Linked DNA regions of Sus scrofa: region 1 is linked to region 2. The links are chromatin contacts, called in public HiChIP or PLAC-seq maps. All regions are on one chromosome and are shown on one strand. Each heading gives the region's core, a stretch centred on a gene start, on an enhancer-like site or on the middle of the called end of the contact. The rest is flanking DNA. Distances are from core to core; before and after follow the strand shown.

Evidence for each region. HiChIP or PLAC-seq counts read pairs in DNA pulled down with a chosen protein or histone mark.
Region 1: an H3K27ac HiChIP or PLAC-seq map of skeletal muscle shows a contact between it and region 2. The contact joins the enhancer-like site here to the promoter of CORO6 in region 2. A contact is called at or near these places in 5 of 47 Hi-C or Micro-C datasets (blood, embryonic fibroblasts, omental adipose tissue and 2 more) and 2 of 2 datasets of contacts at active chromatin or transcription factors (alveolar macrophages and skeletal muscle).

Annotation. Positions count from the first base shown.
Region 1 is chr12:45,939,226-45,942,556 of Sscrofa11.1, forward strand. All of the region lies in intron 3 of SSH2 (protein phosphatase Slingshot homolog 2), which reads right to left. Among named protein-coding and RNA genes, the nearest start is that of CORO6, 130 kb to the left of the region's middle. Within about 2 kb of position 1,331, at least 2 of the 83 cell types and tissues checked have an H3K27ac peak or open chromatin away from gene starts, as enhancers often do. A contact at or near this core is called in skeletal muscle, where this site is marked.
Region 2 is chr12:45,812,767-45,816,032 of Sscrofa11.1, forward strand. CORO6 (coronin-6) reads right to left here and starts at 1,828. Exons shown (of 13, transcript XM_021067517.1): 1 at 1,597-1,828.

The sequences.
Region 1 (3,331 bases), core at 81-2,580, 130 kb after region 2:
AAGGAAACTAGGAAAATACACTAAATTATAAAAAAAAATTATGAAGAACTGTATTATAGATAATTGATTCCAAAGAATTAGACTATAGAAATATATACAGTACTTAAACTATTTTGAAGATAATATTTTTTTTAAAATCTTTTTAGGGCTGCACCCACAGCATATGGAGGTTCCCAGGCTAGGGGTCCAGTTGGAGCTTTAGCTCCCAGCCTATGCCAAAGCCTCAGCAACACGGGATCTGAGCTGCATCTGCAACCCGCACCACAGCTCATGGCAATGCCAGATCCTTAACCCACTGAGCAAGGCCAAGGATTGAACCTGTGTCCTCATGGATGCTAGCTGGGTTTGTTAACCACTAAGTCATGATAGGAACTCTGAATACAATGTAATTTTTAATTCAGAAGGTATTTTAAGATCTTGTTAGATGCTAATGCTGCAGAAGAAATTATAGGTGAATGAGCCAAATGTGGCCTAATACCATCAATGTTCTGGAATGAAGTGAGACAGAGATAGAAAAATGGGAAATAAATTTGGAAATAACAAAAAAATGGAATTTAGAGGAGCAGAGAAGTTCTTGAAAACAAAACTAATAACTGATATTTATTGCACTAACATTCACTGATCCTCTATTAAGAGTTTACACGTAGTATCTCAATTCCCACAAATAACACTATGATTCTATTATTATCTTTATGAGGCTCAGAGAGGTTTAATGATTTGTCTAATATAATTCAGCAGTATTTCAAACTCAGCCAGTTATTCTGGCTCCAGAACCTGTTTTGTTAATCAGTATCCTACACTGTCTGAATGATGAGGTGGGTTCACAACAGAACAGGTTAAGTCAGAAAAGGTCTATTGCCAACAGGAAGTACTCCTGGGGACCTTAAATATCTACTTTCTTGCACCTGGTGTTTTCTCCTCTACCTGATCCTAGCTATAGCTGGCAAGTCCTGACAATAATAGGGACCTAACTCAGTACTAAATATAGCAGTAAGATGATCTTTTGGCTGTTGTTTACCATCCTCTTGCTACCAGATCCCTTAGAACTCCGTACTTCAAAACTAATAGTCATCACAAGACATTTTCAAAAGCACTTATATCTATATATATTTTTTTGGTTCCCAAGTTTTGTTTTTTTTTAAATTTTACACAGCTCTTACATGAAGGAGGTATTTAATGTATTTGCGGATAATGACGGGATCCTCATCTCATTTGATTTTAATTTTTAAAATTAAAAAAAAATTTTAGGGCCATGCCCATGGCACATGGAGGTTCCTAGGGTAGGGGTTGAATCAGAGCTGCAGGTGCCAGCCTACACCAGTCACAGCAAAGCAGGATCCAAACCACATCTGCGACCTACACCACAGCTCACAGTAATGCCGGATCCCCGACCCACTGAAGGAGGCCAGGGATCAAACCCACAGCCTCATGGTTCCTAGTCAGATTTGCTTCCAGTGCACCATGATGGGGACGCCTCATATGATGTTTTAAATAAACATACTGGCTGGGCAGGGATTATTATTCTTTGCTACATTTAAAGAATAAGATGATCCAGTCTAATATCTGGGTGATAAGCTGAGAGTCTAGGCTGAGATGTGCCCAACTCATCCTGTCTCAGATCTACTCATCTAAGCTAATATGTGCCCAATTCAGTCTGTCAACATACTATTGACAGATTAACTATACTCAACTGGACTAATCCTGAACACCCATGGGCCAGGGACTTTGTTAGATACTGATTATCAAAACGAATAAGAGTTAAATACTTTATAATAATTCCCTACTTAAAACCCCCAAATAGTTCCTTACTCCCTTTCAGATCAAGTCCAATCTCTTCCTTATAGCCTTCATATCCTCCATAATTAAATCTAACTGTAACCCAGTCATTATTGTGTATTACCCTCAACTCCATCCCTTCTCCAATACAATCAGTGTAATTATTTTTTACCCATTCTCCCCAAACAAATCCTTGCTATAATTAGGTAGTTTCTGTGCTGTTCTCCTATATCCAAGTCTCACTCTCCTGTCTCTGTCCAAATTATTTCCACTCTGAGACCATCTTTATCCAAGCTTTCAGGTTATCCATGTAAAACATACTTTCAAGGCCTAGTTCAATTCTCAGCTCTTTCATTAATTAAAAGTTTCACAGTGTTAGTGTTTTCATATTCATCCTCATTTGATTCTCACTGCAATCCTGTGTATAGGTAAATAGAGCTAGTAGCTGGGATTATCCACTTCATTTTATTGATGAGGAAACTGAGGTTCAAAAATTAAGGGACGTGCTCAAGTTTACAGTGTTTACAGTGTTAGAATTTGAACTGAGGCCTTCCGATAGAGTCCAATGATCAATTCCTGGCTGATGGTATGCTGACACCTTTCTAACTCCTTTAGAATTTATAATCTGTATTTTTATTCAAGGTCTTATTCTCTATTTTATGCCACATAATTTATCTCTTTGCTAAAGCAAGTCATATAGTAACTCTCTTTTGTGGACTTTATAGAGTCTAGCACAGTGCTAGGCAAGTCGGCATCAAACATAGTCTGGTGGTTGATCCTTTTCCTGCACCCCACAATATTCTTCTAAGGGCTCTAGACAAGAATTTCCTGAAGGAACTAATATGTTAATGACAAAAGTTCTCTCTCCCTGGAAGCTCACTCCCTCACACTTGATAGGGGAAGAAATCCCGAAGATTCCTTTTCACTGCCTCATCTTTCTGCTGCCTCTTACCTCTTTGGGTAGATGTCTCCTTTATACAGAGAACACAGTAGTGGGCCTGGAATACAATCCAGTAAATAAGGTTTCATTTTTATTTTCCAGCCTGCCCTAGACTTTCAGGAGCCAAAAGTTCAAATCGCAGCAGATTGATTCAACCCTTTCACAAGCAATTTGCTACTACGCAGTTTGTTTAGACTGATCAAGTTTCCAGGCCCTGGCTGAGCAGCATTATTGTCTCTCCAAGATTTCATGTATCAGCCTCCTTGGCCGCATTTCACTTTCTGTGTCTTTCTTCTCTGAAATCAGGTGAACATGCAAAATCACACAGTTACACACACTTAAGCACTTTTCAACAACCATTTCAAATATCTTCAAGGAATTTAAATATAACACAGGAAGTTTGCTCTCTCTTTCTCTCTAGGTTACACAAAATCAAGAAGGATGCAGAAGTTATACTCCTCAGTTCTTAGTAGTAAGGGGGTACTTGGTATCATTCTTCAGCAAGTACATCAACTAACTAAGAAAAGATAGGTACTGGCAGATTCCATTCAACCCACATCAGCTGGAAGGCCAACTGGACAATGGATCTTAAGTGAAAAATACTTTGCTAAGGGA
Region 2 (3,266 bases), core at 578-3,077:
TTTGGCTTTTCTAGGGCTGCTCCCACAGCATATGGAGGTTCCCAGGCCAGGGGTCCAATTGGAGCTGCAGCCACTGGCCTACGCCAGAGCCACAGCAATGCAGGATCCGAGCCACGTCTGCAACCTACACCACAGCTCACAGCAATGCCGGATCTTTAACCCACTGAGCAAGGCTAGGGATCGAACCCGCAACCTCATGGTTCCTAGTCGGATTTGTTAACCACTGAGCCATGACGGGAACTCCAGGGAGCTTTTTCTTTTCTTTTCTTTTTTGTTGTTTGTCTTTTTAGAGCCGCACATGTGGCAAATGAAGCTTCCCAGGCTACGCCACAGCCACAGCAATGCCAGATCCGAGCCAAGTCTGCAACCTACACCACAGCTCACAGCAACGCCAGATCCTTAACCCACGGATCCTTAATCGAGGCCAGGGATCAAACCTGCATCCTCATGGATACTATCTGGTTCATTAACCACTGAGCCATGACAGGAACTCCAGGGAGCTTCTTCAAGGTAATTAAAGTTGAAGAAAGTTTAAGGGAAAAGTTCTTAGCCATCTCTAAAGTGCTGCTTCATTCGAGGAGCTAGGATTTGGGGTCTGACATCTTAGAGAACCAGGCCAGGGAGATGGTGGAGCCTGACCCAGCCTGAAAGCTTTCTGGAAATTAAAGTGATTTGGGGAGGAGCCTCAATTCCAGGCTGCCTTCCCACTGCCAGCCCTGGATGAGCATCACTTCACGGAAGTGGTTTATTTCCCAGAGGCACCTTGTCCAGAATCAGAGGCTTTGGCTTAAGGCCATCTGTTGGGCTAGGACTGCAGCCCCACCCCACCATCCCCCACTCCGGCCCCTGCCCCATCCTAAACAGCATCTCTGGCACAGGCGGATGGGGTTTTGCCTTTTTCTAAAAATTTGCTAAGGAGATGTTCCTCCTGTCAGCTAGCCTGAGTCCTTCCTGCTACTGTTTTCAAGAGTTTCCTCCCATGCTGTTGTGGGGACACAGGTAAGGGTGGCTCTCTTCTCCACTCCTCTCTGCACTGCCTTGTCTAAGAGGCCCTAACCATGATGTTCTGGCTTCTGCCTACCCTTCTTCATTTCCAGTTCTCCTTTGGGTCCTCTCTCCAACCAAACTCTCCCGGGGTGGGGTCCTTCACCTCCACCCCCACCAGGCCAGAATCAGATTTTCAGGAGTGGAGTAAGGAAGGCAGGTTGCCTTTTCTCCCGCTAGGGGCTCAAGCTAAGCTCTTCCTCAGGGGGCACATCGGGCTTTTCCAATGCCCCAGCCGCAGACTCCTGCCCCTCCCAGCCCCGGGCATCCCTGTGCCCTTCAAGCCGCTTCTGTGGCCCCCGGCCTTTAGGCCGGGCCTCCCCGCACCCTCCTCCTGCCTCCTGCCCCAGCTCTACGTTCTTGTGAGACGAGGTGTCTGTGCCCTGGGGGTGCGCAGGCCGCTGTCCGGCCAAATATAGACAAGAAGTCCGCCCCGCCCGGGACCGAATTTGGCGGCGGGAGTGTGGGGGGAGGGAGCGCAGACCTCTGTCCCTTCCAGACACCCCGCCCGCTCCGCTGGCTGCGGTGGCGGCGGTGGCAGGGGGGAGGTACCTGGTCCCGAGCCGGCCGAGGGGCGCTCACGCTGCGACTTCTCTGCGGAGGGGATTGGGGGTGCGCTGTGGACCGAGGGAGGCGTCAGGGCGCCGGAACTGCCTCTCCGGGTGTCCGCGGCGTCTGGGGCCCGGACGTTAGGCTGCGCACTCCGGCCGCTGCCTGCGACTCTCGGGGCCGGGCGCCGCTGCAGTCCCAGCTGCCGCTGCCATCAACCTGCGGAGGCGGGGCCTAGGGCAGGGGCGGGGTCGGAATGGCCCCGCCCCCCTCAGCGGCGGGAAAGTCGAGCGCCTCAGACTCCGCGCGGCCAGTCCGCTGGAGTCGGAGAAGCGTCAAAAGTAATTTTGTGTGTGCGCGCTCCTTCCCCTCGCTCCGCGCCTGCAGGGTGAGCTGGGGAGGCCCAGGATCCCAGTCCCAGACCTGGGCGCTGAGGGGGCGCGTTCCCCTTAGAGCCGGCAGCTAGGCAAGATAAGGTGCATTCGAGCTGCATTCTTGCTGCAGTCGCACTCCCAATTTAACGTGTACAAGCGGGCCAAGACTGTGGGACTACACGTCCAGACAGCCCTGAGGAGAGGTCCCTGAACATGCTCTGGGGGCCCTTGGATGAGGGTCTCAGCTGGCCCAGGGCAGCTGAGAGGGTACCCGACAGGGGGCTGTGAATGTTAACTGTTATCCTTGTTATTAGTGATAGTGACCTCTTGAGAACCTAAAACGCTGTCACTGTACTAGGCATTTCACCCTGTTGGAGAGGATTCCATGGAAGAGGGCAGAAAGCAGCCTAGAGACAGGGGGGTGGGGGTGGGGAAGAAAAAGACCAGCATTTGGGGTTAAAAGGAGGGATGGTGGTGGGAACCTCGAAGGCCCTCACAAGGCTCTTTTGTTTCTCTGGAGGAGGCCAAGCATTCAGTGGCTTGTGGGGGACAGAATCAGAAACTGTTACAGGTGCTCCAGAAATAATTAAAGCATTGTGGGGGCATAAGGGTAGATGAGGAATCTCCCTTTTATCTAAAAATTCCAGGCACATGATTAGGACGAAAAGACCTGAGTGACACAGTTGCTCCTTAATAACAATAGCTTACACTTACTGTGTGTTGATACTGTATTAAGGGCTTTACGCATTTAATTTTTTATTTTTATTTTTGGTCTTTTTGCCATTTCTTGGGCCATTCCCGCAGCATATGGAGGTTTCCAGGCTAGGGGGCGAATCGGAGTTGCAGCCACAGGCCTGCACCAGAGCCACAGCAACGTGGGATCTGAGCAGCGTCTTCGACCTACACCACAGCTCATGGCAACGCCGGATCGTTAACCCACTGAGCAAGGCCAGGGATTGAACCCGCAACCTAATGGTTCCCAGTTGGATTCGTTAACCACTGAGCCATGACAGGAACTCCGAGGGCTTTACACATTTTAATTCCATTCTGATAACAGCCTTCTGAGATGGGTATTATTATTACCTCTATTTTACAGATGAGGAAACTGAGGTTCAAAGAGGTTAAATAGTTAATGCATCACTCAACTCCGTAGGTAGTAGAGCTGAGATTCTTACCCAAGTGGTCTGGTGTCTGGGTCAAGCTTTCAGCACCATGCATTTCTGCCTCTCTTTGAAGGACAGTGCTGCTTTATCTCAGTGCTGATACTGGGAGTTATGCTTTGTAGCACAGAGGAGAGGA